4 separate regions of the Zea mays genome follow, and regions 2, 3 and 4 are each linked to region 1. Evidence: chromatin contacts called from public Hi-C data. All regions are on one chromosome and are shown on one strand. Each heading gives the region's core, a stretch centred on a gene start, on an enhancer-like site or on the middle of the called end of the contact. The rest is flanking DNA. Distances are from core to core; before and after follow the strand shown. Region 1 holds the start of LOC100191302. Region 2 holds the start of LOC100284399. Region 3 holds the start of LOC103630809 (pentatricopeptide repeat-containing protein, mitochondrial-like). Region 4 holds the start of LOC109939206 (probable methyltransferase PMT23).

What was found. Hi-C and Micro-C count contacts between places; a contact is called where the count stands out from the background.
Region 2: a Hi-C map of endosperm shows a contact between it and region 1, with 1.8 times the contacts expected there. The contact joins the promoter of LOC100284399 here to the promoter of LOC100191302 in region 1. A contact is called at or near these places in 4 of 25 Hi-C or Micro-C datasets (ear, endosperm, leaf and 1 more).
Region 3: a contact with region 1 is called in a Hi-C map of leaf, with 5 times the contacts expected there. The contact joins the promoter of LOC103630809 here to the promoter of LOC100191302 in region 1. A contact is called at or near these places in 2 of 25 Hi-C or Micro-C datasets (leaf and leaf mesophyll).
Region 4: a Hi-C map of leaf shows a contact between it and region 1, with 4 times the contacts expected there. The contact joins the promoter of LOC109939206 here to the promoter of LOC100191302 in region 1. A contact is called at or near these places in 6 of 25 Hi-C or Micro-C datasets (ear, endosperm, leaf and 1 more).

What each region holds. Positions count from the first base shown.
Region 1 is chr6:179,738,534-179,741,650 of Zm-B73-REFERENCE-NAM-5.0, forward strand. It overlaps LOC100191302, which reads left to right and starts at 1,554. Exons shown (of 8, transcript NM_001136736.1): 1 at 1,554-1,821. The coding sequence starts at 1,655.
Region 2 is chr6:179,987,747-179,990,863 of Zm-B73-REFERENCE-NAM-5.0, forward strand. LOC100284399 reads left to right here and starts at 1,683. Exons shown (of 2, transcript NM_001371990.1): 1 at 1,683-1,881; 2 at 1,991-2,752. The coding sequence starts at 1,809. The coding sequence ends at 2,568. It overlaps LOC100383316 (argonaute104), which reads right to left. Exons shown (of 23, transcript NM_001361992.1): 22 at 3,085-3,116; 23 at 2,690-2,999. The coding sequence ends at 2,821.
Region 3 is chr6:179,564,726-179,567,842 of Zm-B73-REFERENCE-NAM-5.0, forward strand. LOC103630809 (pentatricopeptide repeat-containing protein, mitochondrial-like) reads right to left here and starts at 1,536. Exons shown (of 1, transcript XM_008651872.3): 1 at 1-1,536. The coding sequence starts at 1,310.
Region 4 is chr6:179,914,391-179,917,507 of Zm-B73-REFERENCE-NAM-5.0, forward strand. It overlaps LOC109939206 (probable methyltransferase PMT23), which reads right to left and starts at 1,453. Exons shown (of 10, transcript XM_023300431.1): 1 at 1,134-1,453; 2 at 491-665; 3 at 1-159. The coding sequence starts at 1,453. It overlaps LOC100282591, which reads left to right and starts at 1,180. Exons shown (of 14, transcript NM_001291802.1): 1 at 1,180-1,230; 2 at 1,810-1,865; 3 at 1,951-2,131; 4 at 2,255-2,336; 5 at 2,486-2,575; 6 at 2,966-3,091. The coding sequence starts at 1,994.

The DNA of each region.
Region 1 (3,117 bases), core at 304-2,803:
GCACGGTGCAGCCGCTCTGGACCGCGTCCAAGCGGTGGCTGCACCGGAGCTTGCCGAACACAGCAACACATGTGGCCACGTAGTACTGCTTCCAGAGGTCGAACTGTCAGTCGCAAAGCTTCTTCTCATCGTCGATGAGCGACGCCAACGCGAGCGCCTCCTGCCAGTGGTGTTTGTTCGGGGTTTCCAAGTAAGAAACATGGATTCATCTTTGGCGTTGGTTTATGAAAATGACTCACAAGTCAGATCCATGGAAAAAATATTACGGAGAATAAATGTCACACATATAAAAAAGAATTTAAGTTGAAAACATTATTCAAACAAAAGAAATTGACATAAACACATGTGAGCTTTGTGAGAGATGTAGTAGATATTTTTACTGTAACAGATATTGACATAAACACACATGTGGTGTAGTGGTAGCTACGAGCACATTTGCTTGAGAGGTCGATGCACGTAGGAATGAGAATGAGATTTGCGGGGAGAGGGGAATGAGAAAGACAGTGTGGGGAGGGGGTAATGAGAATGGCAGAACACAGAATGACAACTGGGAATGGGCTTTGCGTGTTTTTTTAATTTAATTTTAGCTAGGCGTGGATGCACGTAGGAATGTGAATGAGATTTGCGGGGAGGGGAGAATGAGAAAGACAGTGTGGAGAGGGATAATGAGAATGACAGAACACGGAATGATAGCCGGGAATGATAATGGACTTTGCGGAGAGGGGAGAATGAGGGGGGAATGAGAATAGCAGAACACGGAATCACAGCCTACCCATTACTGCCTTAAGAGCATCTCCAACAACGTGACATATAAAAATGCCCTATAATTTGAAAATAAGTATATTTTATAGAATTTAGGGCACCAACAAAATATCTCGCTCCAACAGTAAAGCCCCAAATCTAGATTATAGGGCAGCCCACTACAGTGTAGTATATTTGAGTCACTTGAGAGGGTGCCCTATATTTTTTTGACAAAAATTTATGAAATAGGGCACTGTTGGAGTAGTTTTTCCTGTGTAGAGCCTCATATTTCAATTTGAGGCACTAGTTTGAGATATTGTTGGAGATGCTTTAATAAGTAGTAGAGATGTGATAGGCTCATAGCCATATTTAATATTTGACCACGTAATCCTTCGTTAGCGTTTCTCAACAAAAAGAACGCGGAGAGGGCCGGCATCACCATCGATGAGTGAGAAGAGCCCAGCAGGCCCGGCGGAGCCACGCCGCCGTCCCTGCCCCTGACGGATCTAGGTTTCCGTTAACCTCCTGATGACGCCCTCGCTAATCCACGCGTGCCACTGACGTACGGGCCCCTCTCCTCGCTCCGGCTCACCCCCACGAATCACTCCACCCTGGTCCCGTCTCGCTGTACGCCGGCCCCACCTTACTATCATCACTCTTTCCGTGACCCCGCTGGCGTGCACACGTACTAGCGTTTTCCGGCGCTAAAGCAGGGAGGGCTAATCGCGTCCGTGATCAAACCCCCGCCCCAGCAGTTGCTTTTTATTCACCCGCCTCCCCCTTGTCGCTCCTCCACACCGCACACGCACGCACGAACGCGCTCCCACCCCCTCCCGCCGCCACCGCCGCCAAAACCCCGGCCCGACTTGGCGTCCTCCGCCAACCTCCTCCTGGGCAGCGCGGGCGGGGGGATATGGCATCGGAGGACGTGGTGGGCAAGAGCAGGGGCGACACGGCCGTCACCACCATCGTCAACCTGGCGGAGGAGGCCAAGCTCGCGCGCGAGGGCGTCAAGGCGCCCGGCCACCAGATCCTCACCATCTGCAAGTCGCTCGTCGCCGGCGGCGTAGCAGGCGGAGTGTGAGTCCCCTTCTCTTGGCTCGCCTCCACCCCTGCCCCGATCCTCTGTCTCTCGTCGTCAGTCGTCACCGTCCCGCTCCTCCAGACCTCCTGGGCTTCGATTTGTCCTCACGTGCGTCTGCCACTCCGTTGGTCTACCCTGATTGGGTTCGGCTTCCTGGGGATTTTGTTGTCGTAGGCTACCCAGAGTTTCGATCCGTGTAGGTGTTCTCAGGCTCCTGGTACAGGGAATTGGGGGTTTCCGTGATGCTTGGCACGGGGTGTGCGTGCTTGGCCTGGCTTCTCTCAGCTTTATGCCCGATCGTTGGGCGCCGCCCGTGTGATCTGGGTTGGATTCGCACCGGTCTTAAACCCTGCACGCGAGCCACCACTCAGATCTCGGTCCGTTGACTGGTCCCTTGGTTTGATTCGCTGAGAAGCCACATGAGGAAATACCTCGACACTGGGCGAGATTCTTCTCCACTGATTCAAACCATTTGCCAGGGGATGCTCCAGTTTTGGTTGATCTATTATTAATTCTCTGGACAGGATTCCATTCCCCAAAAAATAATGCATATGCGTCTTTGCCAGTTGCCATATTGGTCCCCTTTTCACCTTTTTAATTGTGCGTTTTGTTCCTTCTCAATATTGCTGTTAAATAAATTGCTAGGCGATGCGTCCAGTGTTCTGCACAGAGTCCCCTGACCAGGGGATGAATTTGCTTCTGCGAAGGAAATTGTAAATCTGTGACATAATGACCTATCTTTCTGGTTTGGTCAGTGCTCTGTAATAACCAACAGATCCACCTGAAAAGGAACGATTCGCCACTGACTTCATGCATCAGAATTTTGCTGTTGATGTCTCTATCCAGCCACCTTAACTAATTGGTATTAGTTTAGATATATTCAGCTTTTTTGAGTAGTATACTGTTCTTCCTGTTGTCATTTGTCATCCCTGCCATCATCTACATCACCAACACTGAAGGCCTACCAGCGTTTACTTTATTTAATACACTTTATTGGTACAAGACTATGGTGACTTGATCTTGTCTTCCTTTGCTAGGACTAGCCAAATTATGTTTTAATAGTCAGCTGAAGTCAGAGCTTTAACTATATTTTGTTTAATTCGTTTTGGTCATTTTCAAATTATGCATACTGAAAACACAGATGGAAACTAGGAATAGCTTAATGATATGTTGGTGAAATGGTCTTTTGCTCTTTGATGTGCTTCATTTTGGCTTGTAAATTAAACATACTATCTGTCAAGATCAATTATTGGTGTCTCTGTGTGCTCTAAACTACTTTATTTGTATTTTGC
Region 2 (3,117 bases), core at 433-2,932, 250 kb after region 1:
TGAATGGTCCTTGGAAATGAACGAGTTCATCGAAACTCGGCACCCCGAGTAAGTTATCTAATTCACTTACATATCTATCCGAGGTCTTGAAGGCAAGGATTGGTATACGTAGGTCCGATAACTTGGTTGGGTTGTGACACATTCGTCCTTGGGTGTTGTCTCTTTGGGATAACAGACCAAGGATGAAGGTAGTGTTGGGCACTTGCTTTTGAATCCTCCGGGATGTCAAAAATAAGACAACATAAACTAGTACGATGCTTGCTTCTTCCTTCATTTAACCCCTTTCCGAAGGTTATATGAGAGAAGAAGGTGGCAAGTAAAAAAATCACATATCTCTAACAAGGATACAAAGTGCAAATAATAAAGAACAAGTCCTCTAACTTATATGCATATTCATCTCAAATTCCATTCCTGGCAATGTGATAAACAATTACAAGCATACCTTTGGCTTTACACGAATAAGATCTCGAAGGTAACTTCGGAAGCTAAATAAATGGGAGTATTCTCCCCCCAAAAAAGATGAACAGTGCATGACACTGTTTCTCTATTTATAAACTCGAGACATAGCTCAAGTAAAATTACAATTATATCCTTAATTCCTATACATTCATTCTAATGTACATGTCAAGGGTAAAGTCATCCTTCTCCTCCTCTCGACTTAGTTTGTCGTCGCCCATAGGACCTTCGGAATTAGCTTCGTCCGAAGCATGTTCACAATGATCACCAAAGTCTTGGTGCGCGCCCTGGTCGAAACCTACCTTCGGCATTTGCCCTTCAGCATTAGTCTAATACATTTGTAGCAAAACAGAATAGTTACTTAGTCTAATACCTAGAATCTTTGACTATCCAAGCATTTAAGCAAGTGAGCCTCACCACTGTAGGCTTTAATTAAGACGTGAATGAGCTCATTCGCCTCCTTTTTGAGGGTCTTATTTTCACCTGTAAGTGAGGTATCACGAGTAAAACCATCACACATAGATGATAGTGTTGTAGCACTATAAGAGGGGGTTAGTTGGAACGACAACAAATAGGATATTAGGTTGACACCAATGTGTCTAATGAAATACTGGAGGACGTTTTGCTAGCATGCGGTATAATTTTCCCTAGACGCAGTCACCGTACAATGCATGGTTTATTGTTTTATAGAAACATAGAATACTTAATTTATTTTTTATGCTGATATGATATAATGTTTTAGTTATAATGTACAGAATTTATTTAGAATGTGGACTTACAAAATGTGTTGTCAATGATATTATTATAGCTGATAAAACTAAATTGCCAGCATCATGATATGTGCTTTGGAAGGAAATGTTTTCTTGCAAACTTGGTAACTATTAAATTAAACATTTATTTTGATTTAGTCATGTTTACATAGTATATATTATTGCAAATAGCATTATGTTTACTTTATTTGATAGTGATAGAAGTTTGTAATTAAGAAATATATACATGACGTGATTCATCGAAATATTCAATTACTCTCCATAATATCTTGAATCAATATTCGAGTAGATTTAAGTTTGTAAGAAAACACAGCAAAAGGAAGAAAAAAAAAGGTGGTGGTTGGATGATTGGGGAGGGAGGCCAGGCCGGTGCCCTGTTGGTAGAGGGAATGAGGGATAGTGGGATTCCAAGCCAGCCACCGTCTGGTTGGGAAAGTAAAAGCAGGTTCGTTCTCGGGTTTTGATTGGGATTGGGTTCTGCTTCGCTCTAGCTAGCTGTTGGTCGAATTCCATCCATTTCTTCCGTTGCATCGGCCCCTCCCTTCCTTCTCTAGTTCCCTTCCCTTAGTATTAACTACGACGATGGTGGTGGATGCTGGTGTTGGTGTTGGCGGCGGCGGCGGCGGCGCCGGGACATGTGCCGTCGGAGGATTCGGTACTCTCTCCCACCTTTTCTCTCAGCCAATTATTATTACGGATTGGCCGCCCGAGATTGGATCTACTAACTAATATATCTGGATCGGAATCGGATCGGATTGCTGCAGCAGTCTGGGACGTGCTGCTGTGGCGCCGGGGCCGCGCCGACGTGAGCGCCTGCCTGCTGGCGGGCACCGTCTCCTCCTGGCTGCTCTTGTACGGCGGCTACACCTTGGTGTCCCTCGCCTCCAACGTGCTGCTCCTGCTCCTCACCGTGCTCTTCCTGTGGGCCAAAGCGGCGCGCCTCCTGAACAGGCCGCAGCCTCCCGTCCCGGAGCTGCGCGTTCCGCAGCAGGCCGTGGACGAGGCGGCGGCGCTGCTGCGCTCTGCTCTGGACGCCGCCTCGGACGCTTTCCGGGACATCGCTCTGGGCAGGGACTCGCTGCTCTTCTACAGAGCCTTCCTCTGCCTGTGGAGCGTGTCCATCGTCGGCAGCGTTACAGATTTCCCGACCGCCTGCTACGCAAGTGTGGTGGCCGCTCTGACCATCCCGGCGCTGTACCACAGGCACCAAGAGTGCATCGCCACCTACTTGAGCTTCGCCTACATGAACCTCCGGATGTACGAGATGGCGTACGAGAGGCTGTCCATGAAATGCTTCGTCAAGGTCAGGGACTGGACAATGGAGCTACTCAAGGATCCATGATCCCTTGGTTGTTTGCGAGCGAGTGAGTGCTTCAGGTATAGAGTAGATTGATCGGTAGATAGAATAGTGGTGGTTTTGATTGATTGATGCTGACTCTTGTTGTTTGATCGATCAGTGCTCTGGTAGATATAGTAGTGGTTTTGATTGTTTGGACTTTAGCATGCAAACATTAAACATTCTTTCTACAGCCTTACTAACTAGGCCTTACTAACACAAAACATGGAGCTCGATCCTGATGCGCACGCACATCAGCTAGCAGAAGAACATGGAGCTCCTGACTTTGTCATGCAGGCGAGGCAGCTCCGGCACAGGAGCACTGCCAGCCGAGGTATGCCCTCCTCCCTGGCTGGAGGACGCGTCTGACATCTCCTCCAATCTCAGGAACGTGCTCACCTGGGCTGCAGCGAGGTGGGCGTAGCACACTGGAGCAACTGCAAACACAAAAACAGACACTAGAAAAAAATCAACCTGCTGTCCCTGTGCTGCACAAGATGGCTTTAGATTCAAGCGGCCTACCCACTGAGATGGCTGTCGTGCTCCTCTGGTACC
Region 3 (3,117 bases), core at 286-2,785, 170 kb before region 1:
CGGAGCAGCAGCACAGCCTGCGAGCTCCGACCGTTCATCGAATAGCCACTGATCAGCCCGTTCCAAGTGGTTATATCAGGGTCAAGCCTGTTCCTTTTCATCTCCTCCACAAGGTCCAGTGCATGGTCGAACTGACCCGCGTTCGAGTACCCAGCAACCAGCGAGTTCCATGTGGTGATATTCCTAAGCTCCAGCGTGTCGAACACCTTCTGGGCGTATTCCAGGCGGCCACACTTGGCGTACATGTCAACGAACGCCGTCCCAGTGTACACGTCCGGCTCGAGCCGGTGCCTGAGGAAGAAGCAATGGGCTTCCATGCCATGCGCAAGCAGCCCCAAGCTGGCCACAGACTTGAGCAGGCTCGACATGGAGCTGGAGTCCGGTGGTATCCCTCGCTCCAGCATGCTCCGAACCACGCCGAACGCCTCCCGGTCGCGCCCGTGCCGCGCGCAGCCCGACAGCACGGCGTTCCACGTCGCGAGGCTGGGGCTGGCCTCCACCGGCCCCGACCTCGCCATGCGCTCCGCGAGGTCCAGCGCGTCGTCAACGAGCCCGAGGCGCGCGCAGCAGGCAACGACGACGTTCCACGCGACGGGCGGCGCGTCCTCCGTCTCGAGCACCCGCCTGGCCGCGCCCACGTCCGCGCTCTCGGCGTACATGCCGGCAAGGAAGCCCGGCACGAGCGGGTGTGCGGCGACATGGCCCGCCTTGGCGGCGTGCGCGTGCACGGCCTGCCCCTCGCGGGGCGCCCCCGCGCGGCCGCACGCGTGGAGCGCCCGCGCGCACGCGTACCCGTCGGGAGCCACCCCGCGCGCCCGCATCTCCGCGAACGCGGCGATCGCGTCGCCCCACTCCTCCGCCTCAGCGAGCATGGCCACGCGCTTGTTCCACAGCATCGTATCCACTTCCTCGTCTCCCTCTTCCTTCCCCTCCTCCTCTGCTGCCGTCGCTTCCTGGAGCAAGCGCCGGGCCGAGGCCCAGCGGCCCAGGCGCGCGAGGAGGTCGGCGAGCGCGCACGCGACGCGCGGGTCCCGGGCGCGGCCCGCACGGACGGCCAGCGAGTGCAGCTGTGGAGCGAGGTGACGCGCCGCGGAGAGGCGCTCGGTGTCTTCGTCCCCGTGGGGGACATCTGCACACTGCCGCAGGAGGGAGACCAGGAGCCGCCCGTCGCGGAATGTCTCCACGCCTCGCAGCGCTTCCGGGAGCGAGCTGGCTTTGAGCAGGAGCCGAGGCGGGGGTGGAGGTTTGGCATGATGGTGGTGGTGGGTGGGCGGCGTCGGCAGCGAGAGGGAGATAGCTTGCGCGGTCATTGGAGGGGAAATGGAAAAAAAAGCAAGAGGATTTGATTTGCTGCGCAAGAAGTGAGGATAAGGGGATCTGAGAAAGCAAAGCTGCTGATTGAAAGTGGGCTTGGGCCGACACTTACGAGTCGGCGGCCTCAAATACTCTGTACGGAGCACAAAAGATTACAATCGACGCCGGCGAGGTCATGCGCGTTGACGGCCGCGGCAGCCGCCCTACAACCACCCCCACCGACGCCGCTCCTCGCCCCGCCCTGGACCGACTCAATACGAAGTATACTGGGCTAGATGGAATAACTGAGCCAGAACAGAAAAAAACTAGAACAGGTATAAATAAAAAATCTTAGTTAAGAGGGGTTATATAAAGAACAGGTTCTAAATCGCGATCAATTCCCTTTTCAAAAGGCTGCTGCAGCAGCTCGGGCTCCTCCTGCATGCCACAAATGGCCCACAAAAAAGAAGAATCCTAGAACAAAATGGGAGGTCGCTAACCAACTTCTAGGAGAGACATAATTAACAGCATTGATCTCGGTAGCTACGCCACCCACGGAATTTAAAGAGCCTAAAGGAGCATGGGTCATATATTCTGCTGAACGTCGTTCTTGCCAAGGTTGGATGTCTTTTTTCATCCTACTCAAGTCCAAACCGTTGGGGCCTCTGCTAATATGGGCCGCTCATAGGTTTTTGGTCACAAACTGCTATACGCAAGGGCTAGGCAGGGTAACGAAGAGAAGGCATACATAATATTCCTCTGTCTCCTCTGATCCTCGTTTCTGATTCTCCTTCCGTTAACAATCTGGTATCAGACGAGTTCGACCTTGGAGAATCTTCCTCCCATTCCTGGCCGTCGCCCACGCTCCACGACGTCAGCAGCGGGTGTTGGATCAGCTCGGCCAAATGGACGGGCGGCTTAGCCAAATGGAGCAGCGTCTGACGGACGCGCTCATAGGACGCTGCGGCGAACTCGAGCAGCGTCTCGCCGATGCTGAGCAGAAGGCCGAGGCGCGATTCATCTCTCTCGAGACGGATCAGGCTCAGATTGAGGGTTGGCGTCCCGAGGTCGACAAACGCCTCGACAACATCGCGCTGGAGCTTAATCGCGCCAACAAGTTCATGGAGCGCGAAACTGTTAGGAGTGGCTGCCATGTGGGGCCATTGCCAGAGGACAAGTGGGTTTCTGCGGCTATAAAAGAACAGTTGTATAGGCTAAGAGGATATCAATTACCAATTATCAGAAAACAAACACTATCCTCCCTTACCTCGTCTCTCCAGTTTACTACTAGCTTTCTCTCTACTCTCTCTCTACTTGCTATTTCTCTCTAAGAGCATCTGTGATGCTAACAGAAACTCTGGCGGTTGACGGCGCCAAGCCGGGCCTCATCCCTCCATCTTCGTCGGCGTTTGGGCGGCGGCCTGCTAACAGAAACTCGAGCAGCGTCTCGCCGATGCTGAGCAGAAGGCCAAGGCGCGATTCATCTCTCTCGAGACGGATCAGGCTCAGATTGAGGGTTGGCGTCCCGAGGTCGACAAACGCCTCGACAACATCGCGCTGGAGCTTAATCGCGCCAACAAGTTCATGGAGAGAAACTCTGGCGGCCGCCTGCCAACCACACCTTCGCCGATGGGCCAATCGGCCACCGCCTCCCAGAATACCACTGGGAACGTGAGTTTGCGAGAATCCCTCTCCAAACCCACGGTACGTGTCCAGATCCATTCTCTCATAGCTATGCCAATTTTGGTGATACTGCACGGGATCTGGATGGGGTCGTCGCGAGGGAAGTCAAGGGGGTTGCGGAAAATTACCACGTCTGAATTT
Region 4 (3,117 bases), core at 203-2,702, 180 kb after region 1:
CTCTAGGGCAAACTGTATCTGAGCCTCATGCTCGTCTTTTGGGGCAAATGACATAGTAATGGCATTCCTGTCAAGCAGGTATCCACCAAAGCTGGCAACACCACATCCAACATCCAAGACAGTTCTTGTGCGCCTTCCCCATTGTATGGTTGGCATAATCTAAAGATGAAATTATCAACATTAGGTCACAAGGAAATAACAAAACAGCAAGTTGTTACAAAACTTATCTACTCGAGTATAGAATGACTAAACCCCAGCATACGAGATTATATTTAGCAACTCAAGCAAGGCCTTTATGTTCAAACCTGACCAGCAAAGACTCAAATGACATTGAACAAACTGAGCAGCGAGCAAGGCTGTGAAATTTATCAAAGGAAACACACAATAGAAACATCTCAATTCACACGATGCGTGCAACTCACTTGTCTATCAAAGTACTTAACAAAATTCCTCTGCAGAGTTAAGCTGTCCCAACAAACTGAATGTTTACCTGTTCAACAAACTGAATGTATCTTCCCACGCCATCTTTGAATTGAGTTCCACCTCCAGGAAAAACAAGATAATCACCAAATCTTGTAACCCAGTTCTGATCTTTCTTATACTCCACCAGCTTTGGGTGAGGGACGTTGTTGTACCAAATCCTGGCGCGAATCGCGGCGCCCGTGGATCACGCGTTTGCGGTTGGCGGCGGGATGGAGGCGGGATGGCGCGAATCGCGTGCGGTGTATAGGTGTGCGGGCGGGGTTTTCGGCGACCTTTGCGGCGGGGGTGGGCGGAGGGCGAGCGTAGGCGTGCGGCGCAACGCGGCCGCGACGAAGACGGAGGTCGGGTGGGGCCGCGACGAAAACGGTTGCCGGGGGGATGGAGGCGGGATGGCGCGAATTGCGGGCGTTCGGGGCGTGCGGGTGTGGTTGTCGGCGAGCTTTGCGGAGGGGGCGGGGCGAGGCGAGGTTATCCGGGGCGAGGCGAGGTTATCCGGGGTGGGGGCGGTCTACAGACGGGTCTTAATGTAGTACAGATTTTCATAATTATAAGCCGCCTGCGCTGCGCCGCCGGTTGCCCCCTCACTTCGCGTGCTCCATTCCCATCTCCCCCCTCCCTGCGCGCAGCCGCACACCACCAACACCTTTCACCAGACGCCGCCGCCGCCACCCCCCATCCCTGTCCCGTCCCGCGCGCGGCCGCCACATCCGTCCGGGCATCCTCGTCTCCCCAGCCCCGCTGCCGCAGGTGAGCTACGCCTCCTCCTCGCTTTCTCCTCCTTTTCCTTCCTTCCTGTGCTGGCGCCTCCTCCTCTCTTTATCGCTGGATTCGGCGCTGAAAATTCGATGGAGGGAAACGCCTTGGCTCTAGGGATGCCCGCGGATGCTACTTGTGCGTGCATGCGTTGCAACTCTGGCACCGATTCCGTTCCTTCCTTGCGGCGGCGGCGGAAAAACAGGAGCTTCTCCATCCTTCCCTTCGTTCGTGCTCTTCTTCTTGTTATTCCGTTTATCGGTCTGGCGCAGAAAGAAACAAGAGATGAGGTCTAGTCTGCTACCGGAGTCCCCGTACGTACCCAGTGCTCCGCGGCTTCGGCAGGGGTGCTGCTGGCTGCAGACGCTGATCTGTATCCACCGGTCACCGCCGTTCGTGTTTCTCCATGTAAACGGTGGAGGATTTTGTGTCTGTTGGCTGCTGCTTCCAATGCGCTCCACGAGAGACGAGACCCTCTCTGCCAGTTCCCTCGTGTTTCAAAACAGAGCTCGAGTTCAAATTGCTTATTTAGTTTCTTTTTTCTCTTCTTACTTATTGACAACTTGTTCACAGGGTTCATCAGCAGAAGCTGCTTGCACCGCCGCCGCCGCCCTCTTCCTGTTCTACTGGTACGCTCGCTCACTTGCATCGGTTTCTTCTCTTCCCACGCTTCTATTCAGAGCATAACAGTTGCTAATCCCCTTGTTGCGCTAGCTTAATCTTAGATTTTGCTTCGGGTTCGGCTAAATTTCGTCGGATGGATATCGATGCCAGCGCCAGCGTCATGTGCCAGCTGCTGAGCCCCGAGGGAGACCCTCTAGGCTCTGCGCTCTATCTGCCCCAGAACGTCGGGCCCCCGCAGCTCCAGGAGATTGTCAATCAGCTCCTCCACAATGTATTACTGTGCTCTAATTGTTTTCTTTCCCATCTATCCAATTCTTTCATCTTATCTTGCTTCCCTCAACCTTACCTTTCCATCCTCCTATTGTTAACTCACTCGTGCATTCTATTCATTCAGGAGGAGAAGTTGCCCTATGCATTCTACGTTGGAGACGAGGAGCTCTCTGTCCACCTGGGTGCTTACATGCGGCAGAAGAACGGTGAGATGAGATCACTCAGCAGTTCATCTACTGCGCTGCGCATTTCCCTTTCGTCTCCTGATTTTTGATGAAAGGTGAACCGTGTCGTCTGTGCTGCCATCTAATTCCTATTTCCATCTCTTTCTTTTTTTTTCCTTCTTAAACTCTAGCCAATGTTGAGGTTACTCTGCGCATAGTATGCCAACCACAAGCACTTTTCCGGATCAGGCCGGTCAACCGATGCTCTGCCACGATTGCTGGTATGTCTAGCGACCTGTTGTTCTGTTAATTATCCCTCCTAGCTATTATTTTGGCGCCCAATTATTCATTTGCTTGTCACATCCAGTTAATTCAATAATATCTTGTTCTACTCTTACATTTCTTTTGGGCGTTTTTGGTTGCCGACCACAACATGCCACAGCTCGGCCTTGCCCTAACCTTTGGCATGTTTAGCCACCACTTAGTGGAAACTTTGGCATCTTTTGTGTGTTTTTAGCTGCCACTCCTTCCCAAAAGTTTGGTGCAGAATTTAAGCGCCGCAACTTGCAATAGGTTGGGCGAGCTGCATTTTAATTTTGGCCGGTTGCTGCATGCAACCAAACAATATGTTTCTCCTTGAATGGTCTATTCACAATCTTCTCTTTCTGCAGGCCACACGGAAGCTGTAATTGCTGTTTCTTTTAGCCCTGATGGAAAGAGTTTGGCGAGCGGTTCAGGTGACACCACTGTTCGCTTTTGGGACCTGAGTACACAGACTCCACTGTTCACATGCAAAGGTGAATGCTCAGTACCCTATCCTTGT